Linked DNA regions of Sus scrofa: regions 1 and 2 are each linked to region 3. The links are chromatin contacts, called in public Hi-C maps. All regions are on one chromosome and are shown on one strand. The core of a region is the stretch at or near the end of the contact, and the rest is flanking DNA. Distances in the headings are between cores, read along the strand shown. Region 1 has its middle 300 kb from the start of BCOR. Region 2 overlaps LOC110257747 (a long non-coding RNA gene). Region 3 has its middle 150 kb from the start of BCOR.

What was found. A called contact is a pair of places that touch in the nucleus more often than the background predicts.
Region 1: a contact with region 3 is called in a Hi-C map of epiblast stem cells, with 2.2 times the contacts expected there. The contact joins two enhancer-like sites. A contact is called at or near these places in 2 of 47 Hi-C or Micro-C datasets (embryonic fibroblasts and epiblast stem cells) and 1 of 2 datasets of contacts at active chromatin or transcription factors (skeletal muscle).
Region 2: a Hi-C map of retroperitoneal adipose tissue shows a contact between it and region 3, with 1.7 times the contacts expected there. The contact joins two enhancer-like sites. A contact is called at or near these places in 2 of 47 Hi-C or Micro-C datasets (embryonic fibroblasts and retroperitoneal adipose tissue) and 1 of 2 datasets of contacts at active chromatin or transcription factors (skeletal muscle).

Annotation. Positions count from the first base shown.
Region 1 is chrX:35,585,584-35,589,618 of Sscrofa11.1, forward strand. No RefSeq gene overlaps it. Among named protein-coding and RNA genes, the nearest start is that of BCOR, 300 kb to the right of the region's middle. Within about 2 kb of position 1,903, at least 5 of the 83 cell types and tissues checked have an H3K27ac peak or open chromatin away from gene starts, as enhancers often do. A contact at or near this core is called in epiblast stem cells and skeletal muscle, where this site is marked.
Region 2 is chrX:35,952,350-35,956,187 of Sscrofa11.1, forward strand. LOC110257747 (a long non-coding RNA gene) reads left to right here. Exons shown (of 3, transcript XR_002340692.1): 2 at 1,447-1,543. Among named protein-coding and RNA genes, the nearest start is that of BCOR, 63 kb to the left of the region's middle. Within about 2 kb of position 1,317, at least 7 of the 83 cell types and tissues checked have an H3K27ac peak or open chromatin away from gene starts, as enhancers often do. A contact at or near this core is called in retroperitoneal adipose tissue, where this site is marked.
Region 3 is chrX:35,739,853-35,743,855 of Sscrofa11.1, forward strand. No RefSeq gene overlaps it. Among named protein-coding and RNA genes, the nearest start is that of BCOR, 150 kb to the right of the region's middle. Within about 2 kb of position 1,634, at least 48 of the 83 cell types and tissues checked have an H3K27ac peak or open chromatin away from gene starts, as enhancers often do. A contact at or near this core is called in epiblast stem cells, retroperitoneal adipose tissue and skeletal muscle, where this site is marked.

The DNA of each region.
Region 1 (4,035 bases), core at 653-3,152, 150 kb before region 3:
GATTTTTTTTTTTTCCGCACCCACGATGTATGGAAGTTCCCAGGCTAGGGATGCTGAGTCATCCTGTGCTGACCCTGCAGCACACTCCAGATGGCCCAGGGGCTGGGACCCAGCCCGTTTTGCATGATGACTCAGCAAACGCTGCCCCCACCTGTTCAGTTGGTTTATTGCAAGTTCATTGGTCTCCCCACCCCCCACCCCCGCCCAACTCTGTCACACGCCTTATTTATTCCTCTAGATCAGGGACATAGTGTTTTCCTGCTCTTTCGCGAGATAACGAAAAAAATCTCTGCCTCCCGATTCTTACTTAGAGATCGAGGGAGGGAGACAAGCGATGTCACCCTGGCGCTGGGGGACAGTTGGAGGCTCCCTCCCCTGGGCTGTCCCACAGAGGCTGGGAAGGATGAACTGCCACCTTTTCCTTCTGGGTCGGGCTGGGAAGGCTGCAGGCCTCCTGCTGTCCCCTGTGGGCTCCATGCTTTCTCACGGCCAGGGGACTCAGCCATTGTTAAATTGGGGAGGGGCACGTAGGTACAGGGTGGGGGGCAGTAGAGGGCCCTGATCCATCACCCTGGCTTTGAAGCGCTAAATAGGAGCTCCTCTCCCGGCCTCCCTTCTCCAGGTTCAGAAACCTGGACAAATAACTCTCCGCCTCCCAGAGCTGATGCCCAGATCCGGATGGAGGGGGAGGAGAGAGTGGGCTGCGGGAGGGAGGGGGTGGCAATGCCGCTGCCGCCACCGCCCCCTGCGTATAAAACTCCCTTTGTATGCAGGTCGCCGGCTGCTCCCCATGCCAGGTGCAGCTGCCAGGATTCTCAATGCGGTTTGAACACAATTTGCCAGTGTTGGTTCAGCTCCGCTGGCTTCCAGTTGGGGGGCCATATGCTGCCTTTAATCTGCCTGTGTGATTCTCACCGATGTCAATAGGCGCGGGCGGGTGGGTGGCTCCAATGGCCCGAGAGCCGCCGGGGCTGGGGTGGCGCTCCCACTGCTGCCAGGCGGCCCAGCTCCCCACGCCACCGAGGACCACCGGCGGGTCTTCTCGGGAGGCCGTGGCGCTGGGCAGTGGGGACAGGCGGGGCCGGCCGCTGGCAGCTGCCCCTGTGTTTGGCTATGGCGCGTGGGAGCCTCTCTGGTCGGCCATCCCCAGAGCCATCATTGGCCTTCCCCTCCGCAGAGATCCCTGCCAAGGAAGTCGGCCAGGGAGGTGCCAGCGCTCCGTCCAGACTTCACATTTCCCTCATTCTTTCTTTAATTGGATTTTTGGTCCTGCTGGGCAAAATAAGCTTTCCACTGGCAAAGCACTCTTGCCTCTTCTGAACGCACGATGGTGCCCAGCGGTTCTAGGCAGAGCGTCGCCTTCCTCCCCCACCACCGCATTTCATTTCATTCCTTGTCTCCAGGGACGCGAGAGCGTGGTGGGCGCACACGTGAGTGCACTCGCACACACACCACTCCCTGCACGCATGCACGCACACACACCACACGCACACACACCACATACACACTCTGCCAGGCCCAGGCTCCCTGCAAGAACTTGATTTTGAGGCCTTCTTTGAAAACAGTGATTCTCACTAACCAGGGAAAGACCCCTGCTCTGAACGACCCGGCATCTGGTGTTCTGAGCTGGGACCCAGGGCCAGCTGCACCCTCAGCGGGCTGTGCTGCCTCCTCCCTGGTAGTTAAACCTCCCTTCCCTGAAGCCCTTAAGTCCCAGTGTTATGACCCAGCCACAGATCAAAGTGCCAAGAAGCCATCTCGCTTCCCGGACCACCAGGCGAGCAAACTTAGCTTGTGGGGGTGGGGTGGGGGGCTGAGGGAGGAGCGGGCAGGCAAGCTGGAGTCTGCTGGAGAAGTGGCATTTCACTAGCAACAGGGGACATGTGGACACCCTGAGACTTGGACTGAAAAGAGGGGGAGGAGAGAGAGAAAGCCGGGAGGAGGCGAGGAGGAAGAGGAGGAGGAGGCAGGGGAGAGGAGACTGGGAGGAGGGGGAGGGAAGAGAAGCTGAAGCGAGGAAGGGGAGGGGAGGAAAAAGAGGAGGGGGAAGGGGGAGGAGGGGGGAGAGGAAGGGGAGGAGGAGAGGGGGAGAGGGAGTGAGAAGGAGGAGAGATGGGGAGGAGGGGGAGGGGAGGGGAGGAGGGGGGAGGGAGGGGAGGAGGGGGGACGGGGCAGAGGAAGAAGCAGGGGAAGAAGAGGAAACGGAGGGGAGAACAGGAAAGGGAGGAGGGAGAGGAAGAAGAGGGGAGGAAGGGAGGGAAAAGCCATCTCCCACCCGCACCCTCATCTGTCTTTAAAAGAGATGCGTTGTAAACGGTGGCGGCTCTGAGGGCCCGATGGGCTAACCCCCCACCCCCACCCCGGACCTGGGTTTAGCATATTAAGGAAATTCAGCCTGCGGGATCCTCACTCCCACACCCTCCTGGAGCCTAGCAATCTTCCACCCTGGGCTCCGGAGGCCCCGAATCTCCCTGCGGCTGGACACCTCCAAGGACCACCTTAAGCAGCCCTCGCCCGGGGCTTGCGAGGCACCCATTAAAATACACTGGGCTCAGCCCCTACTGCGGGCCCCCAGAAAGCTGCTGACCGTCAAATACATCCACAATATTTCAGAGTCCCTGTTAACAAGCGCCCATTAAAATTTGACAACCAGGTAGTATCGCAGAAAGCGCTCATTTTGAAAAAGAAAAAGAAAAAAAAAAAAAAAACTTGAGCGCTTTCTGCTGGTTCAGCAAGACAAAGCCGGTTTACCTGTCCCTGGCATTTTAAGCCTGGAGCACGGAGGCCTTAGCTCCTGGGTGCTGCCTGGTTAATGGAATGCGGGGTGTTTATTTGCCAGGCCACATCTGAACCCGGCTTGTTAATGAGCCTGCTGTTGTAAGCTCACTGTCAGTCAGCCTGCCTTTTTTTAATCAAAAGATAAAACAGTCGGTTATCAAGGATTAATGACTCTTACAGCATCCATATGAGGCTCGTATTTATCTTTTGAAAGAAAACGGAAGGAAGAAAAATGATGAGATTTTGTTTCAGTAAGCAGTTTAAATCTGCTCTGGTAAGTTGAATTCATTCATTCATTAATTCAGTCATGTGTCTGGGAGAAGCCAGCGGGAGCCCCTTCCATCATAAGAACTTCTGACTGTGAAATAAACCCCGAGTAACCAGATTAACTATGAAGTATGTCTCCGTCAGGTTTTAGGCATTAGTTCAAGTGTAGTTTCTGGGCGTTCCGGCTTATTGTAGCGAGTTGCCGATTCTGGGATTCTAGGCAGCGCTTCAGGAGAAAGAGGCTCTGTTCCCCCTCTAGGGCTTCAAAATAGATCTCGTGTGTGCAGTGACATGATTGTGCGCTGTTGATTTCACCGAAAATATCAATATTTTAAATAGATTCCCATATGATTCATATATTTTTGCATAGCATAGAGCGTGTAAATATCTCTCCACGTCTGAAGTCACAGAGGCGTATGTGCGGGCACGGGCATGCGCACACACACGCTCACAAGCGCGCACACTGGTATCACACATCCGTGCATGTGACTGTGCAGAGAATACAGCTCCCAGAATACTCATTTAAACGGTTAGGGGGTCTTTGTTTGCAAATAGTACGATACTGGGATCTTTTATTTAGTAACCCAAGATATAGTTTGGCCAAAATAAAATAAAATAAAAATTGGCTTTGCTCTCATCTAAAGTGGCCCTACCGTTTTCGAAGTTGGCTGTCTCCAGATTATTTCTTTGTATTCCTGGTCCTCTCTGAGTGTCTATGTGCTCTGGGGGATGAAAGCAATAACTTCCATGAGGATCCTTGAAATCACAAACCAGAAATGTCAAGGTGCTCCTTCCCGCATCACCAGCAATGACACTCACTCGGGTTACAATGCTGGCCATTTTGGAAATTAAATGATGTTTGCGGCGCTGCCGCGCAGCCTTCTGAGGCTTCAAAGGAAAGCAAGTACCGATTCTAGGCTGGCCTGGGAATCACAGACAAACTCAAAAAGCTCAGTGAGGGCTGTCTACTGTGGTTTAACCTCACCAGGT
Region 2 (3,838 bases), core at 67-2,566, 210 kb after region 3:
TTTGACCCGCTAGCCTGGGAACTTCCATATGCTGCAGGTGTGGCCCTAAAAAGACAAAAGACAAAAAGAAAAAAAAAAAAAAAAAAGAAAAGAAAAGCAGCACAGATAATGTAGTTTATTTTCTGATTCTAAAAGCAGTTGTGCCTTTTGTAGAGAAGTTGGAGATAAGGAAAGATACAAAGAAGAAATAAACCTTATCTTACCAGCTGGCGATAATATTATCAACATTTTCAGATAGTTCTTGCCACTCATTTTTGTATACTTATGAAAATATACACATATATATAAAATTTCAAATATATGTAATTTTTAGGCAAAGTTGAGATTATTCTAGCAGTATACTTTTATTATTTTATTTATTTATTTATTTTTATGGCTGCGCCTGCCGCATATGGAAATTCCCAGGCCAGGGATTGAATCTGCGCTGCAGTTGTGACCTACACCACAGCTGTGGCAATACCAGATCCTTTAACCCAGTGCGCCAGGCTGGGGATCGAACCCACATCCCTGCAGCCACCCAAGCTACTGTGGTCAGATTCTTTTTGTGTGTGTGTCTTTTTAGGGCCGCACTGGTGGCATATGGAGGTTCCCAGGCTAGGGGTCGAATCAGAGCTACAGCGGCCGGCCACAGCCACAGCAGTGCAGGAACCGAGCTGCACCTGCGACCTACACCACAGCTCATGGCCACGCTGGATCCTTAACCCACGGAGTGAGGCCAGAGATCGAACCTGCAACCTCATGGATCTCAGTTGGATTCATTTCCACAGCACCACAATGGGAACCCCTGTGGTCAGATTCTTAACACACTGCACCACAGCAGGAACCCCTAGCAATATACTTTAAGATCAGGTGTTTTTGCACCTCGCATGCTGTGTGAGTGGTGCCGAAAAGGACCCGGTGAAGGCCAGATGGGCAAGGGGTGGGAGGAATCGAGGAAAGGGGAGGGCATGGGGATTTTTCAGCTGGGGGTTCCCTAACCCCCCAGGACAAGGTTGTTCCTGGGCCTCTGGGGTGGAGAGTGATGCTGTCAGCTTGGGGTGAGGGCGAAGAAGTGTCCCACTGTCATCCTCTTTGGCATCACTCAGCAGTTCTTAGGCGGATGGGAGCTTCCCAGCAGAGGCTGCTTGGGCCAGCGGGGCCCTCTGCTCGTGCCCCACCCCACTGTGAGCCAGATCCCCGCAGCTGCCCCCTCCCCTGTGGTTTTGTGTGTGTGTGTGTGTGTGTGTGTCAAGGGGGGCTGTCTCTCAGAGGGACCGATGGGCCGGCTTCTGGCTTCTCGAGGCCCTCCAGCGATGGGGGCAGGGCCCTTGTGGCCCGGGTGCTTCCTGCTTCTTGAGAAACAAGCTGCCTTTTGGCTGCGACTGTGATGCCGCTGACTCCCCAATAGCTGTTTTCCTAGAAGTGAAAGTGGATTTGCTCTGAGTTCCGTCGTCCCTTGTGACCCAGGGCTCACTGAGGAAGCAGCGCCAAGGGCACAGGACTGACCACCGAAAGGAGCCCCGCCAACCCGTCCTCAAGGGCACTTGGACTTGATGCTGGCCTTGTGAGTATGCCCCCGTGTCCCTCCTCCAACATCCTGACAGAGACAAAGTTCTTGAAATACAGGAAGGGTTGGTGCCTTCCTAGAAGGTCATTCATTCCCTGGTGCCAGGGAAGTCCTGCTGGGCCGTAGTGATGAGAACGAGGGAGACCTGGGTTGGGGCCCCAGCTCCTTGAGCAAATGACTTAACCCCTCTGAGTTTAGCCTCCTTGCTTGGAAAAGAGGCCTAACAGCGCTTGCTTACTTCACAGAGATAGGTGCTCTGCAGATGAGATGCTGTAAATGACGTACGCGTGGCATCTATGACAGTGCCTGAAACACAGCAGGTGCTCAGTAAATGCTCATCCTAAATTTTCTCATAGCTTTTGGCAACAAATATTATCACCCCATTTTGGCAACAAATATTATAAACTTCCTAGCGTGAGGCTTAGAAAGGTTAATGGTATTTCAGTTATTTATTACAGCGTAACAACCCTCCCAAACTTTAGTGAATGAATGAGAATGTCTCACGATTCTGTGGATGAAGTGGGTGGTTCCTGGGCGGGGAGCTCTCCTGTGACTACAGTCAGTTGGCAGCTAGATTGGGCTGAGAGGTCAAAGAGGACAGCTCCATGCCTGGGGTCTTGGTGCTGGCTGTTAGCTGGGCTGCCTCAGTTCTCTTCCTAGCTCTCACGAGGCTAGCTTGGGCTTTCCCGAGCTTGGCAATTGCCTTCCAGGAGGGAGTGTTCCAAGAGGAAAAGCCTCAGCACGCAAGCACTTGGCAAGCCTTTGCTTTATATCATGCTTGGCAATGTCCTTATGGGCCGGAGAAAGTCAGAGGCCCAAACCCAGAGTCGACGTGGGAGGTACCACGAGGGCACACGTATTGGGAAGCATGGCTTACTGGGGACGCTCATGGAACAGTCTACAAAAAAATAAAGGCTTGTCTAGGGTCCCATGGCTGTTGAATGGCATAGGTGGGATTTGAACCAGGTCTGTCTGACTCCAAAATCCATGCTTCTCCCGCAAAGCATGGCTGAGCCACGTTTGTGCCCCGCCATCACAGTCCGATAGCGAGCTTATTTTCCATCTTGTCCCTAGCTCGCCCCTGCCCTGGCGCTGCACGATGTCCTTGAGTGTCTTCTGCAAAAAGGGGAGAAAAGCAGCCTTCTTCTTCTGGGCCCCTTCTGCTCTTCTCCCCTCCACGCCGACGACAGAGAGCTGTTCCTCCTTCCTTCTGCGTTCTAGCTGGGACAACGATGGCCCTGTCACTCGTGGCCTCTCCCACCACAGCAGCGTCCTGGGTCTGCTGGCCTCAGAGCACACATACCTTTCTGGACCTGGGTTCTATTTCCAGGGTCCCCTTACTCGGAAAGCAGGGGTCAGGGAAACAAAGACAATAGCGCGGAGACAAGGCCAAGTTTACAGCCTATCATCATCTCGGTGGACCTCCACTCTCGGCACTGGCTGGGCCATCCCCTGTGATAGGCCCCCTACCCTCAGCCCTGTCTACACGCAGACAGATGCGGATGTGAGCTGGTCCCGCAGGGATGACTGTGGGAACCCGGCCCCTCCTGGCTTCTGCCTGCCTTGGCTGAATGAGGCCCTGGTCAGTTCTACCCACGGATCTGACCCGAAGGCCCGGCACCCAGCTGAGGAATGCTCTCCAGGCCTTTCCCACTCCCGGTCCATGGTGGCAGTGAGAACTGCTCACCCTCTTATGGCTGGACTCTCACTCTCCCCTCTTCTTCTTCTTTTTTTTAATGGCTGCACTCACGGCATACGGAGGATCCCAGGCTAGGAAATCAGCCTATGCCACACCCACAGCAACACCAGATCTGAGCCACGTCTGTGACCTGCACCACAGGCACAGCAACTCACGATCTGAGCTGCATCTGTAACTTACACCACAGCTCATGGCAACACGGGATCCTTAACCCATTGAGTGAGGCCAGGGATCGAACCTGAGTCCTCATGGATACTAGTCGGGTTCTTAACCCATTGAGTCACAATGGGAACTCCTGTCGCCTCTTCTTCAAGTCCCAAGAGGGTGAGCCATTTGTTCAGCGCCCTATCTTGAGCTGACGGCAAAGCTGAGCCCTTGAACTTGGGATGTTATCTCCAGCCAGTATCTTTTTTTTTTTTTTTGCTTTATTTTAGGGCCGGACCCGCGGCATATGGAAGTTCCCAGGCTAGGGGTCCAATCGGAGCTACAGCTTCCAGCCTACACCACAGCCACAGCAACACGGGATCCTAGCCAAGCCTGCAACATACACCACAGCTCATGGCAATGCTGGATCCTTAACCCACTAGGCAAGA
Region 3 (4,003 bases), core at 384-2,883:
CTGCGTCACGTCTCCTATCTCGTCCTCTGGGCTCCCTTGCGGAGCCGCCCACCCTCCAGGGGAGTTCCGACGGGAGCGTTGGCCTCAGCTCTGGCGCGGGGCGGTGGTTTCCCCGCGCCCCGTGACCTTGAGGGTCAGTGATCCACCCGGGAGGCTCGCGGTTTCCGGAGTGGTGCAGCCAGCCCTTCCTCCCCGCCTCTCCGGCCAAGGCCGCCCCCGGCCGCCCAGCCGTGTCCCGCTCAGCCGGCCAGCTCTCGGCCCCAGGCGGAGGCGTGAGGGTGAAAGCACCGAGGGCCTCGCCCACGCCCTGCGGACACGCGCGCCTCCGGGGCCTGCGTTGGCGCTCCAGCAGCCGGCAATTACCAAATCGTCGCGGGGCAGGGTTGGGGGCGAGGATTCGGGAATGGGGTTTGAGCGGGAGAAGGCGAGGAAAACAAGTGAAATGGGAGCGGCAGGGAGAAGGGACGGCTTATAAATCACCCAGCCCCACCCTCGAGCCACACCACAGAGGCGCCCCAAGCCCGCAAGGGATGGAGGGTCACTCGGCCACTCCTGGCCGACCTCTGAGCTCTCCCCGAGCCAGCGCCCCACCCGGGGCTCAGGCCGCGCTAGGACCAGCTCCCGGCCGGGATCGTAAACCACCCGCCGGATTCGGCGGGAAGCCACCCTTGGACGCAGCGCGCATCCGCCCAAGGGGAAGTTTATTTATAGCTTGTAAACGTAAAGGAAACCAGACCGCGCTGGCTCGCCGCGCTCGGGCTCCTACGCTCCCCACCTGCCCACCAGGGAGGGCGCGACGGGAGGCGAGTGGGGTGTCTCGGTTCCTTCCCTGCCCCCCATCCCCACCCCCGCTCCGCTCCCAGGGGAGAAAAGGGTAGGGTCCTAAGAGGCTGGCAAGTCTTAATTCCTCTCCAGGCGCCTATCCAGTGCCGTGAAGGCCGGAGAGGGCGGAGGACAGGGCCCAGGCCCCGGCCTGGGGAGGGTGGGGGCGGCCGAGCTGTCCCACTTGGCACGCACCTGCGGGCAGGCCCGTCAGTGCGGCGTGGGGTTCCGCAGCTCCCGCTCCGGGGCCGGGGAAGTCCTGGAGAGCCCGGGATGTGGGCGCTCCGGGAGCCTCTCCTAGGGAGGCGGGACGTTTCCCCGGTTCCTCCCGAGCACGTGTCCTCAGCAGAGCAGGCAAGCGCTGCGCGCCTGGGGCTGCGATCCCCGGGCGACAGCGGCCGAGAGCGCTCCCTCCCTAACCCCCAACCCCCGCCGTCGCCGCCTTTCTCGGGGAGCTCCAGGTTCTGGGGTGCGCTCGGGGCAGGCCCGAGGAACCGGAGAAAAGGAGAAGTGCCGGGGAGGCGATTAGGGAGAGAAGACATTTAAAAGCCTAGCCCTGAATAGACAAGCAGCCGAGCTGAAAAAGACGCCTGCGAGCCCCTCTCCCAACCCCCATCCTCCGCCCCAGTGGCCTCTCCCAGTCCCGGCGGAGCGCACCCACCCCTGGCCGCGGCCCGGGCGAATTCCAGGGTGTGTGTGTGTGTGTATGTGTGCGCGCGCGCGTGTTGCGAGGCTGTGTGTGTGTGTGTGTGTGTGTACGCGCGAGCGCCGGGCGGGCAGTTGCGAAACGGGCTCTTGGCTGCAGCGCGGCATAATGGAGGTGGCTGGAACAATGCGCGCTTTGTGCGCGCGGGGAGTTGTTTTCCATCCGCCTCGCCCCCCTCGCTCGAGCCGTATGGCACTTTAATCCCCGCCACGGCTCGGCACAAATGCACTTGTGTCCTGCAGGTCACTGGGGGCCGTGTGGCTGGAGCCGACCCCCTCCATCCGCGGACCTCACCGCCGGCTGCCCCATCTTTCTTCTTGTGTACCACTCCCCCCGCTTCCCCCGCCCCAGCACCACCACCTCAATTCCCGGCGTGGGCCAGTGAGCCGGCTTGGAAGCTTCCGGGCCCGCGAGTCACTTTTTGTCCTCCGTGGAGACGGCGCATTCCCCCGACCCCCACCCTCACCCTTCGCGAGCTCAGACAAACACACACCCAGGCCGACCGCAGGCCCCACACTCGCCGCCCTCCCTCTCGCTGTCTCGGCCCGCCCGCCCCCGCCCCGTGCTCCGGACTCCTGCGAACAATAGTAAATGTCAACAGATTCCGCGCGGCGAGTGTCTGACTCGGCCGAGATAAGGGTGCGCGGTTGGCCCCGCGCTCCGCGCCGCCGCGGGGGGAGCGCGCCCTGACCCCGGCAGGAAAGAACCGGCTATGACGACGAAACCGGTGCCGGAGGGGGGGGTGGATCGGAGGGGAGGCCATCAGCCGCAGCCCCGTAGGGGAGTCTCGCCCGGAGCCCAGGCCCCGCCCCGCCTCCACGCGCCTTAACCCGGTGCTCATGCGGGGCCCGTGGGCACAGTGAGAGCTGCCCGGCCGACGTGGCGCTCCGGCCTGCTTTCAGATCACCCTTCCACTGCCCTGCGGATGCCGGAAAAACGCTGATCCCGGCCAGGACGCAGGCAGTTTTCGACCTACTGGGAGCCGGCACCCGAAAGATGCGAAGGATTCGAGTGCTCGTCTTCGGAAACTCATTACAATATTTTTTTAAGCGCGCACACACTCTCGCACGTCCTCCTCCTCGATCGTCCGCAACCCACCACCCAGCCGAGTTAAAATTCGCAAATTGATTCTCACGCGTTGGTATTAATGGGTTGTTCCTCTTAAATTGTTGCCAACTTTGCTAATGGATTATTATTTAAATGATTTCTTTTTTATAAAGTACGTGTTGTTTTATAGATGCGTATTTACTTAAAGAAATCAACTGCATCTATTAACATATTAAAGAGAGAATAAAGCATCAGGGCCGGTGTAATGTACTGTTCAGCCTTACTTTGGGTGCTCACGAAGATAGGAAAATCTTATTTGTTTAATAATAAGTCACTCATGAATATGCAAATGACATCGGTGCAGTACCTCACTTCTGTCACTATTAATGAGTTGCAAATTAATGTGACAACAAAAGGAAAATCTATTTAGTGGAGGAACTCGGGTTCCTACCTGGGGAGATCACAAGCAGGCCTGGAACCTGGGTCTCCAGGAAGGCCAGGAGTGAGGGTGGACACGTCCCTTCCGCATCCAGGCTTTTCCTGGAGACCACTATTGTTTGGTCTCAGGGACCTGCTTTGTCAGGAGCCCCTTAAAATTCCTGAAAGGCTGTTCCAGGGTACTTAGGGCCAAGTGTGATTAATGGAAATCAGCCCACAGTTGGAAGTAAAGCAGTTGGTGAAGCAGATTTGGGGAGGGGGGCAGGACTCTCCCCCACCCAGCTTAAAGATTCCCCAAAGCCTTTTTGGCCTCTGTTGCTTTGGCCGGAGTTAGGACTGCAAGTACCAAAGCAGGCCTCACAGGCCTGACCGCAGGTATTAAGACGGCACCCTGTGCGCTTGCTTTTTATGAGGTGACGCTGCTGATGGGAGGTTTGAGAGCAGATCAGCTCATTTTCTTGCCGACCTACATCCCAGAGGTTACAGACTGAAATCTGGTTGCCTTCCATTCGAGCCTTTGCTCTTTTCTGGCCTGTTTTTATTCCATCGATGGAGGCTGAAGAGGATGTTTCCAAGCCAGTTAAGTTTGGAAATGTCTCTGAGAAAAAAAGCATAAATGCTGAGCTGCCCAGAACTGTGGGGTAAGAGTTCAGGTGCCTGGGTAGTATTTCAAGAAACTGTTTGACTAAGGAACCTTCTGGGGAAATGCAGATACTCTGGTTGGTTGGTTGGTTGGTTGGTTGGTTTTTTGTTTGGGTTTTTTTTTTTGGTTTTTTTTTTTTTTGTCTTTTTGTCTTCTCTAGGTCCGCACCTGCAGCATATGGAGGTTCCCAGGCTAGGGGTCTCATCGGAGCTGTAGCCGCAGGCCTACACCACAGCCACAGCAACACGGGATCCGAGCCTACACCACAGCTCATGGCAATGGCGGATCCTGAACCCACTGAGCAAGGCCAGGGATCGAACCTGCAACCTCATGGTTCCTAGTCGGAT